3 separate regions of the Hordeum vulgare genome follow, and all the other regions are linked to region 2. Evidence: chromatin contacts called from public Hi-C data. All regions are on one chromosome and are shown on one strand. Each heading gives the region's core, a stretch centred on a gene start, on an enhancer-like site or on the middle of the called end of the contact. The rest is flanking DNA. Distances are from core to core; before and after follow the strand shown.

Region 1 (3,729 bases), core at 516-3,015, 550 kb after region 2:
ATTTGGCATAACAACGTGATCTAAATATACATATCCAACATCATCTAAATATACATAGCTATAACTTTCAATTTGCCATGAACAATATCAAATCATATGAATTTGCATATCAACATAATGCATTATTCTTTTCATAGTTCAAAACAAAATGTACTCTCTACTCCATTGATATCTACACATCATATACTTTCATACCACATACACACATCATCTCAACATATTGGACTTGCTTGCAAATAAAAAACCAAATTGCTAGTGCATACACACACATCATCCATAAATCAAGGAAAATTCTCAAACAAACAATATCACCTACAACCATCATCTCTTCATCATCTCTCTTGATAATACCCTATGGGACATCATATGCAAACATTAATCATCTATAACCAAACCAATATCTCAAACAAACCATACCATATAAAACCATCAAGTGTTCATAATCTCTTTTCATGCGGGTTCCCACAACATATGAATAGCCCATATAGGCATTAATCCAAATTAATACGGCCTACAAATTCAACAACACACCATCTAGTATCTGCCGATTATCTAAAATCGTCTATCAACTATATATTTTTCCTCAAACAAAGAAATCATCTACTCATCTAACATCACCTAATGTTGAATAATGCATCAAAAGAAGATGATCCAACCAAAATAAATCGAAGGGAAGGGGGAATAATACCTCAAGGATGCCTACGAGCCTCACATCCATGGATTTGAGGGATGGAATGAATAGATCTTGAAGATTTAGTGAGGGAAGAGGGAAGGGGGCGAGAGAGAACCCCTCTTTGTTCGTGCGCTCGACTCTCGCTAGAGAATAAGGAAGGTGGGGTGGGGTAGGCCCGCAAGGCTGGATTACTTATCAGGAGAAAAGCCACATCAAAACGGTCAACGAGCCATCGCATTGTGTGGGCCAAGGGGAAAGAGTAGGGACCACACCATCTTCCATCAAACGAGACCCATAGATATTGGCGTGACAAATAAGCCAAATACAATTTATTTCTTTTTAAATTGAGGTCAATTCGTCCTTAACTTATAGCTAATTAATCAGAATAGTAATTTTCGTCAAAAAAACACTCCAACTGACACGTGATGACACTAGAACACAATGTGCAATGCTTCCATGACTGACTCGTGAAGAGCCCACCTTTTTTTTTGAGTGATAAACCGATATTTATTGATTAGGGGAACAATTTACATGAGTGACAAAAGGGTCATGGGGTGAACCCAGCCACACGTGACGCCCATCACCTAAAATAGAAGCAAATTTAGCTAAATTATGAGCATCAACATTCCTCTCACAGCCTTCGAAAACAAACTCGCGTTTGGTAAAATTATGAATAGCAAGTCCTATCTCCTTGACAATGAAATTGTATCTTTCCTTTGTGACGGACATGATTTCTTTGATGATCGCTTCACAGTCATAAGCAATAACCACGTGAAGAGCCCACTAGAGAGCATCCAAAAGAATGCCAAATACATGAACACTTATCCATCTATAAATCGGACCCAAGATTTCACAGAATACTGGGCCTCGGGTTCGGACGAGGGCCTTGCCTTGCCCCCAGAAGAAGTCTCGCTGCTGCCCGGGCGGGCTTGCTCCCGAGCAAAACCCCGACCAAACCCTAGATTTAAATACCCAGCACCACTCCACTGATCCACCCCTCCTTTCTCTGCCTCGAGCACGCACGGCACGGTGCGGCGCGCACGCACGCACGCCTCTCAACACCCCCAGGTCTCCGCGAGGCCAGAACCCAGAAGTGGGAGGAGGCGACCCCCGACCCCCGACCCTCCCCACTCGCCACCCCACCCCCCGCCCCCCCTCCCTCTCCACCACCCCGCGTCGCCGATCGAGAACCCTAGCTCGGGGTTGCGGCCTCGCCCCTCGCGCCCCGCCGTCGCTGCTCGAGCTCGGTCGGGTCGCCGCCATGGATCTGTCCAACCTGACCCTCGTGCTGCGCGCGGCGCTCAGCCACGCCCCCGAGGAGCGCAAGGCCGCTGAGGCCAGCCTCGAGCAGGTTAGCCCCTCCACCGCCGCCTCGATGGCGCTCTAGACTCTCGGTCCGTTGCTTGCATCGTCCACGCGCCATCGGTCTAGCCGCGGTGGAAGGGGGTGGATTGGGGGTAGGAGTTCGTCGGATCACTGCCTCGCGCCTCTCCGCTGTTGCGTTTTGCCGTGGAATCCTGCTCAATCGAACCAGTCACGTCAACCCAACTTCTCTGTTCCGTGCCAAGTTGATTGTTGTTGCTATGTCTTCCGTGATCTGGAGCTAGGTTGCTGAGTTGGATCGGTTTGAGCCGGTGATCTGTATGAGCTTCACTTCTGGACTGGTTTGATGCTTGCTGCCCGTTGTCATCTAGTTCCGTCTTTGTTGTGGAGCTATGCTCAGTGTTTTTACAGGCTGCATGTGTCCCTAGCTCATGCTAGTGTTGTAGCTGGCATTATTGAGTTCCAGCTCATCAACACCTCAGGGTTGGTGGCTTGGCAACCTGTTCAATCAAGCAGGCTGCCATCACAGCTGAGACTAAGGCGGCATATAAATTTTAAATGTTTTAGTGGCATGTAATCATCTAATGATTCCACACGAGCATTTGTTAACGATGAACATCTGTACATCACAGAGTTGCTTGTTTGCTCCCTTCCTTTTTAATGTCATAGTATTATATGCATCTTGTTAACGATGAACATCTGTACATCACAGAGTTGCTTGTTTGCTCCCTTCCTTTTTAATGTCATAGTATTATATGCATCTAAAAGAAGTCAATAGTATTATATGCTTTGTATGGGTGCAGTTTAATCTTTCCACAAGATTGTAAATTTGTTGGAGCAGAGTGATAATATCCATTCTTTTAGCTATCTGCACACGTCCACTTGGATGAACTGTCTGTAAAGAGAGTTTCTTAGCCAACTTCCGTGCATAGAACGAGCTGTTTGCTATATCGTTATAGCTGTTTGAATGGCGCTCTGGAGTGCACTGCATTTTGGATAGCCCTTGTTTACATAATATGTAATTGAAACTTATTATTCATGAGAGCGTATGAGTGTAATGTCCATCAGTGTGAAATTGTATTTGAGCTGATCTTTATACAGAACAGGCAAATCTACCAGGTTGCCTGAATAACTCTTTTAAGTGTGTTTGCCTATAGTTAATCATATATGGAGTGACTGCTGCTGTATTTTCTTAAGTTCATATTTGTTTTTGTTCTTTTATTTTATTATAGTGTATCCCAATACTACAGCTAACAAGAATTTGGTCCAAAACCAACACTCCTGGAAGATTTAATATTTTTAAATAGAAAGTAACTGTGGACTCAGAAGATTGCAAAGCAGCTCATATTGCCATGTTCTTATTATTCTTAACTATTAGCTATCATCAAGATACTTGGAAACTTGATTTGCATTTGTTTGTGATTGGTAAAAAGCTATCCCTTTTCCAATAACGAGAAATTGATCAACTACAGTGCATTACTTGCTAATATACCCAATTGAATAAAGCAGAATGCTCTAACTAAGCTGGTCATTTTGTTTTGTGTTGGTCATTCTTATTCAGTGTTTACCTGTCTTTTTTGTTCTATACATCATGTTATTGCGATGCTATATGCATATGTTATTTCATTTCGAACCCCTGTGCTGAAGTTCCTGCAATTCCTGCAGCTTCAGTATACGCAACAACATTTGGTGAGATTGTTACAGATCATTGTCGATGGAAATTGTGATATGGC
Region 2 (3,328 bases), core at 372-2,871:
ATGGCAAGTCCCATGTGTTCAACTCTAGGAGTTCATGAGAAATGAAGAGAAGATCGTCCTTAAAAGGAAATATTAAGATAACGATAAGAAGCATGTGCGTGCTTACAGGTTTCTCCATTTGGGAGGACAATAATTGAGCCCAGTTAAACTACCAGCTAGAACACTCTGCCGGCGATTTAGTAGGCCATATCCAATGGCAATCCATGTGAAGCCACGTAAACGAGACAAATGAAAATGGTATTCTACCCCAGAAGTTGTTGGAATCAAACAGGCATTCTACAGCAAGACGCCACGTGTGCGTCTTATGTGAAAGTAAAAAATATCTTTGTTTGCCTGGTCCAGATCAAGCATACCTAAGAAGACATGTATTATAAACTTCGGTTTTGCTAAAACACATCTAGATGTGAGATAATTATTGCACATCTAAGTCCTATATCAATGATCTTACGTGGAGATTCGTGTCGGTATTTTCTTTTCTTTTTTCTTTTCCTTTTAATGCTTGATTTAGTTATTTAGATGTGCAATAACTTTGCCCCAATTAGACAGTTATGTTTCTTCATGTAAATACGAGCATTGGCTCAGGTCGAACAAAATCATGAAGACATCCTTTTCATCGTATCCAAATACGTGTGGAGCATATGCCGTAGGAGTCACACATCATCGAAAGGTACCCATGGAATTAACAGAAGAGGAAAATAGAAAGAAAAAAAATACAGAACTAAGAACTCAAAGAGTATACCTCCACGACAACCATGGCGTCCTGGTTGACGCCCTTCTTGCCCTGCATCGTGTACAGTGACGCGCTAGCGCAGGCGCCGTTGCCGGCGAAGCGCCCGGGAGCGCCCCTGATAAGCTCGGGACGCCTTCCCTCGGCGGAGGTGCCGCGTGGGGAGGAACCCCCGTGCCGCTTCCGCCGCAATGGTCGAGCGGCCCACTTGAACTGCGCAGGCCCCGTGCTTGCGGGGGTCACGCCCAGCCCCCGGAGCAGGCAAACAAGAAAATCAACGCAGCACCCGTCGCCGCCGCCGCCGCCATACAAAGCGGCCTCCGTGGCCGCAGGCTTGGCCGCGGCGACGCGCGCGGCGACGGCGACCGCCAGCATCCGCTGCTGCTGCGCCTGCGGGTGCTGCAGCTGCTGCTGACCGGCACCGCAGCCGGACCTCCGGCGGCTGAGCACGGGGCGCCTCCCAGCCGCGACCGCCACCATGCCCTCTCTCCGAATGATTCCGCCCCCTTCCCTCGTCGTCTCTTGCTATCTGCTTAGGTCAGGATCTTGGCTCAAGAAGCAAATCTCTTGGCCGGAGTCGGATCTTGCAGGGAGAGGAGAGTGGTTTGGTACATGGATGGACCTCGGCGTGGCGAAGAGTAGACGCAAGAACTGGTCGCTGCAAGGGCGCGAACGAAGTGGGCGTGGCTGGCACTAAGGAGGGCTTGGAACACGGTGAATAGTAGCAAAGATATCAGTTTTACTGGTTCAATCGACGATATTATTCTTATTCTATCTGTGGCGACGGCGAAAGGGAAGCTGAGAGGACAAGAAGCCCAACAGGAACAGGTGCCACCTCCCCTCCTCTCCTGTGGCCTGCGCGGCGCCTCCGCGGGTGTGGACCGGAGAGGAGAGGCGGAGGCAAGAATCTCCGTGGCAGAAAGGGAGAGGATGGGGCAAGTGGGCGGGGAGGAAGAGGGGAAGGGGGGCCTCCTCGTCGGCTGGTTGCGTGGTTGTCGTGAGACGGCGACCGGGCGACGGACCCAGAGAAACACGTTGCAAGGGGGTTGGTCGGCAACGGGAGTGAATGGGCATGGCTGTCCCGCTCACCGGTACGTATTAATAGTACTACCTCTGTCGTGATTTAAAAAACACAGTTCAATACCATCTTGTTTAGAATCGAAACAGATTCCTTGATCATTCGTTACTGTTTACAGCGATTATATATCGCCGGACAGACGCGACGCTCTGTGAAGAGACACCGGTTCCAGGACGAGCGGGAGAGGCGTCGATTGAGGACAGAGCCGCCCGGCGGTTGGGAAAAGTAGATTCCCTAATTACATTAGTGTAATAAATCTTCACCCCCCTAACCTACGCTTGACCATGTAGAATCGTCTCACGATCATCCAAGTAGGGCTATCATCTTGAAAAGATTCTCCTCCAAAAAGTTCTTCATGAAAACTTGATGAGAACCTGAAACATAAACTCACAAAGAGATAGCATAATGTGATGTTATTGAACAAGGATATCTCAAGGAGAGACTCCCCCTGTTGCCTGCAAGTCTCTAAATCGTCGCATACCAATTCCATGAACATATTTCTGGAATGTTGAGTTTGGTAGAGACTTAGTAAATAAATCAGCAAGGTTGTCGCATGATTTGACTTGCAGAATGCTTATTTTCCCCGCTTTTCTGAAGATTGTGGTGGGGGGGGGGAACCATTTAGGAGAAATATGCTTAGTGATATTGCTCTTGATATATCATGTTTGCATCTATGCAACACAGGCCGCATTATCCTCATAGATAATGGTGGGTGATTCAATTGAACCAATTCCACATGACTGTTGTATGTGGTTTATCATTCTGCGAAGCCATACACATTCACATGATGCTTCAAATAATGAAATTATTTCAAAATGATTGATAGATGTAGCCACTAGAGTTTGTTTTGAAGACTTCCATGATGTAGCTGTACCATCATGTAGGAACACAAAACCGGTCTGAGATCTGGCATTATGGGGATCAGACAAATAACTGGCATCTACATACCCAATCATATCAAAGTCCAGATTTTGCTAGAACTGAAAAAATAGGCCAAGATCCTTTGTGCCTTGGAGATATCGAAAGATATTCTTTACTCCAGACCAATGTCGTTTGGTGGGAGCTGCGCTGTGTCTAGCAAGCAGATTCACTGCAAATGCAATATCAGGTCTTGTGCAATTTGCAAGATACATAAGCGCTCCAACAACACTGAGATATGGAACTTCAGGTCCCAACACCTCTTCTCCATCATCCCTCGGTCTGAACGGATCTTTCTCAACGTCTAGAGATCGAACCACCATAGGATTTTTAGATGGATAGGATTTGTCCATATTGAATTTCTCCAATATTTTCTGGATATAGGCAACTTGGTGTACCATGATTCCTGAGGGAAGGTGCTCAAGTTGAATACCTAAGAAAAATTTGGTTTTACCCAAATCCTTCATCTCAAATTCCATCTTTAGGTGATTGCTTGCTTCATCAATGTCTGGTGCACTGTCGATGATGTTGATATCATCAACACACACAGAAATGATGCAAAATCCTATGGAGGACTTCTTGATGAAGACACATGGACAATCATC
Region 3 (3,838 bases), core at 1,247-3,746, 710 kb before region 2:
CTACCCGGTGGCCATGGCCGTGTGAGCGGCGTGGTAACCGGGGTGTGACGATCGGTGGCGGTAAGTGTTGATCGGGGTGAAAACCTGTTCTTTCTTCGGACAGACCGGCGATGACGAAGCTTGTTCCCGTCTTGAAGGTATCGTCGTGGCTCTTACCACCCGTCGTGCTGTTTTAGGGCAAACTCTGATACTCGGATTGGACGGTAGCAATGCTTCGGTGCCGCATCCTTGTTGAAGGTGCCGCGTTGGAGCCCACGGTTCGTCGTATGCGGCTTCATTTCTTCACGGTGGCGTGTTTCGGGTTGAATCCCCGATTGCTTTTATAGTGCTAGGGGTGGTGTTGCTGCGATTAACACCTATGTATCTTGTCTTGGGTGTGTGTGCGTGTGTTAAAGTGATGTGTGTTTGTATCGGATTGTTGTCGTTCGTTGCTTTATATATGAAGCGAGACGAAAACTTTTTTGTGTAATGATGGAAAATGAAAAACGCAAATTGAAAATGATCTACACAATTGGCATCGATGAAAGCTTTGACAAAAATAAATAAATCCCATATCTATATATAATTTGCATACCGTGCATGGAAGTGATCTACCGCCAAGCTCGGGCCACAAGGTGACACGTCCTCTGCTCACAGGAAGACCGAGAGGCCATGAAAGCCCCGCCATCCTCTTCCTCACTGGGAAAGGCCTCTCTGTTTCACCTAGCTTTCTGAAGCTTGATGGTAAGCTGCTGTTCACGAACACTGTCTCTTGGGCTTCAGGGTGGTGGTAGCATGGTGCAAGAATATTGTACTTGTTCAGGTCTTTCAGTTCCTGCAGATGACAACACAAATTGATGCCTTACAGAGTTTGGAAGCTCGCGCATTTGCTTGTTGGTTTAGAGGTTCTGGTACGTGGACATTACCCAACGGACTCGATCTATCTTTTCTTGGCATGCATCATCAACTTCTCCCCAGAATGTGCCATGGCAAGCAGCACTGACATCCTGAAACAGGGCAAACAGTCAAGTCATTGTCAGCTTACTATCTGTTCACAGATGAGACTACTTGCAGCACCGACAATTATGCACAAACACCTCAAACAAGTCGGTTGATATGAGACCCATCCCATGTGCAAACGGCACAAAAGAGTTTAAATCGTAGTCTGCGTCAGTTGCTCCATTACCAATTAGATAGCCCTGGATGCAAGCATTAACCTCAGACTGTAAGCTCACACACACAAGTTTGCACGCGCAACTGAATGGCGACGAATAAAATGTCAGTGGGAATGACCTTCAAATTGATTCTTGGCTTCAGAGCCTTCTGTGTCCCTGCAACGACGTAAGGATGATGTAAGAAACCTCTGATCTCAACCATGAACAGTCTACTTGCTGTGAGTGACAAAAATCCACCTTTAACAACTTCATCAACAAGCGTAGGAATGTATATCCCTGCGTATGACTCTCCGGAAATGTAGAATGGGTTCGACTGAAACTCTGGGTATAACTCGAACCACTGCAAAAATGAGTAAAATCATCATCGTTTCTTCTATTATGTAGTGCAAGTTACTGCTACTGAAGCAAAGATTACCTTCAAAAGGAAGGTATGCGCATCGGCTGCGGTTTTCAGATCACCTGTTGTGTAATCCGATTTGTTCAATGAATATGACATCCCAACACCGGCAGGGGAGTCCAGGTACATCATGCTTGAAACCTAGTTAGTTTAATGACACATTTATTCAATCACTTGGCATGGGAAAAAAAACAATACTGCTCGTTTTCTGCCAACATGGGAACTGATTCGGGTTCTGGTAAGACAGATATAGTTGGACAGTCATGTTCCAAAGTAGTCTACATTTTTAGCGTAGTTATGTGGACAAAGGACAAATTTAGCAGAGCCGAGCTAGACTAGTAGTCGTAAATTTTGGGCAGGTTGCTGCAGGGTAGGCCTGTGCTCCTAGGCTTTGTTCAGGTATGCGGATGGATTACCTTTGACCAACTATAGGGATTGAGCTGCAGCTTGGGCAGTCCTCCGGGGGTGCTTCCATGCTCAAAGTTGAAGGGGCCTGAGCAAAGAAGAGAGCACCGGCCCAAAATCACAAGATAACACAAGAAACTAGCCGTGTCCGGTCGGGACGAGAGGTGAGAACAAGGTCAACCCCATCCAAACCATTCTCGTAGACGAATCCGTCGAAGCTGGAGCAGCCGGGGCCGCCGTTGAGCCAGAGCACGACGGGGTCGGCGGCCGGATCACGCTCCGACAGCACCAGGTAGTAGAACAGCCTCCTGCCATGCCTCTCGTCCACGGTTATGTACCCGGCGTAATGTTTGGACGGGAGGGCGCCGTCGAAGCCCGGGAGGTGGGTGACGAGGTGCTTCTCCGGGGCCGCGACGGCGAGAGGGATGAGGGGCAGCACGAGAGCGAGGAGGAGGGCGAGAGAGGGCCAGGACGCCATTGATGGATTTGAGGCCCGCGGTAGGAGAGGTTTGGTAAGACGTTGGTGTCCGTTTTATACTCCTACAGAGCAGTGGCTGAGGCCGAGCACCAGTGATGGAGGAAATCAGGGGGGGAAGGTGATTGGTTGAGGAAGTCAACAACGTAGCTTTACGTTAATGTCCTACGTAGGTCTAGCATTTTTGAGTGATGGAGCGGCATGTGGCCGTGCTATGCTGGTGAGACCATCCACGGTGTGAATGCAGAGTAGGGCCCTTCAAAATGTTAGGGAGGCTGCCAAGGCAGTGCGTAAACACATGGTCGTCACATAATCTGTTTGTCATTGGCTACGAGACTTTTTTTTTAAAGCTTCAATCATAGAGCAATTGTTCCACGGTATCTTCATTAATAATAACAATTGCTCTGAAATCTTGATGATGGTGGGGTTGATCGGACCTTCGAACATGGTTGTTTCGACCACTCTCTCATACAATGATGTAATCAGATGGATTGCTAACTCTATGCATGAATCTTGTTTCATTAGCTTAATCAGCTTTTAATCAGGCATGAATGTCTCTTCTTTATCAGGGTTTATCTCGGCCAACCCACTGGCGCACACCAAAACAACGTGTGTTTGTAAGGCACGAGTAATTTTTATTAAAGGCATTGAAGAATTGAACTCACGACCTCAAAGATCTGATCATGTGTTGCTAGCCAATCGAATAAACGCGTCCTGCTAATTCATGGACAACATAAATATTTAAGTACATATTGTAGTCTGAGATTTGAAATATTTTTTCTTGTTTATTGATTCTTTTCAAACTTTTCAAAATAATAATAAAAGTTACAAACTGCCGAATATTTTTGGAAACATGTTCTTTTTAAATCCTGAACATTTCCAGAAAATGAGAATATTTTTTTGGAACACACAATCACAACTCGAAATGAGAACAATTTTCGTGATTAACAAAAAAAATTATAAAAACTTATTTTTTTATTAAAAATACGAACATTTTAGTTTATTAATGATTATTAAAAAGGGGAATATGTTTTGAACATTCAGAACAATTTAGAAAATATTTTTTAAATGCGAACATTATTTTGAATTTTTTAATATTTCAGTAATTTTTTTTTCAAATTTGGAAACAATTAAGTGACTTTTTTAAACATCCTTATTTTTTGGAAAATATAAATATTTTTCGGAAAATGGTAATATTTTCAGAATTTTGAATATATAAGTTTTCATTTTGAAATTTTGAATATATTTTTAAAATTTAAATTTACAAAATATTAAGAAGGTAAAATAAACTTGGAAGGAAAAAATAAACAAAAAAGAAAAAGAGAAATGAACAAAAAATAAAAATAAAATAAGCATAGAAAAATTGAAAACGGGCTGCCCTAGTCTTAGACACCCATGATAAGTTGT

What was found. A called contact is a pair of places that touch in the nucleus more often than the background predicts.
Region 1: a Hi-C map of seedling shows a contact between it and region 2, with 5 times the contacts expected there. The contact joins the promoter of LOC123426447 here to the promoter of LOC123426445 in region 2. A contact is called at or near these places in 4 of 6 Hi-C or Micro-C datasets (leaf and seedling).
Region 3: a contact with region 2 is called in a Hi-C map of seedling, with 5 times the contacts expected there. The contact joins the promoter of LOC123426442 here to the promoter of LOC123426445 in region 2. A contact is called at or near these places in 4 of 6 Hi-C or Micro-C datasets (leaf, seedling and an unstated tissue).

The regions. Positions count from the first base shown.
Region 1 is chr2H:410,934,170-410,937,898 of MorexV3_pseudomolecules_assembly, forward strand. It overlaps LOC123426447 (importin beta-like SAD2), which reads left to right and starts at 1,766. Exons shown (of 22, transcript XM_045110293.1): 1 at 1,766-2,024; 2 at 3,662-3,729. The coding sequence starts at 1,935.
Region 2 is chr2H:410,386,071-410,389,398 of MorexV3_pseudomolecules_assembly, forward strand. It overlaps LOC123426445 (probable protein phosphatase 2C 38), which reads right to left and starts at 1,622. Exons shown (of 5, transcript XM_045110290.1): 1 at 740-1,622. The coding sequence starts at 1,207.
Region 3 is chr2H:409,679,829-409,683,666 of MorexV3_pseudomolecules_assembly, forward strand. It overlaps LOC123426442 (serine carboxypeptidase 1-like), which reads right to left and starts at 2,497. Exons shown (of 13, transcript XM_045110284.1): 1 at 2,149-2,497; 2 at 1,968-2,044; 3 at 1,570-1,692; 4 at 1,392-1,494; 5 at 1,273-1,310; 6 at 1,077-1,178; 7 at 906-986; 8 at 575-814. The coding sequence starts at 2,434.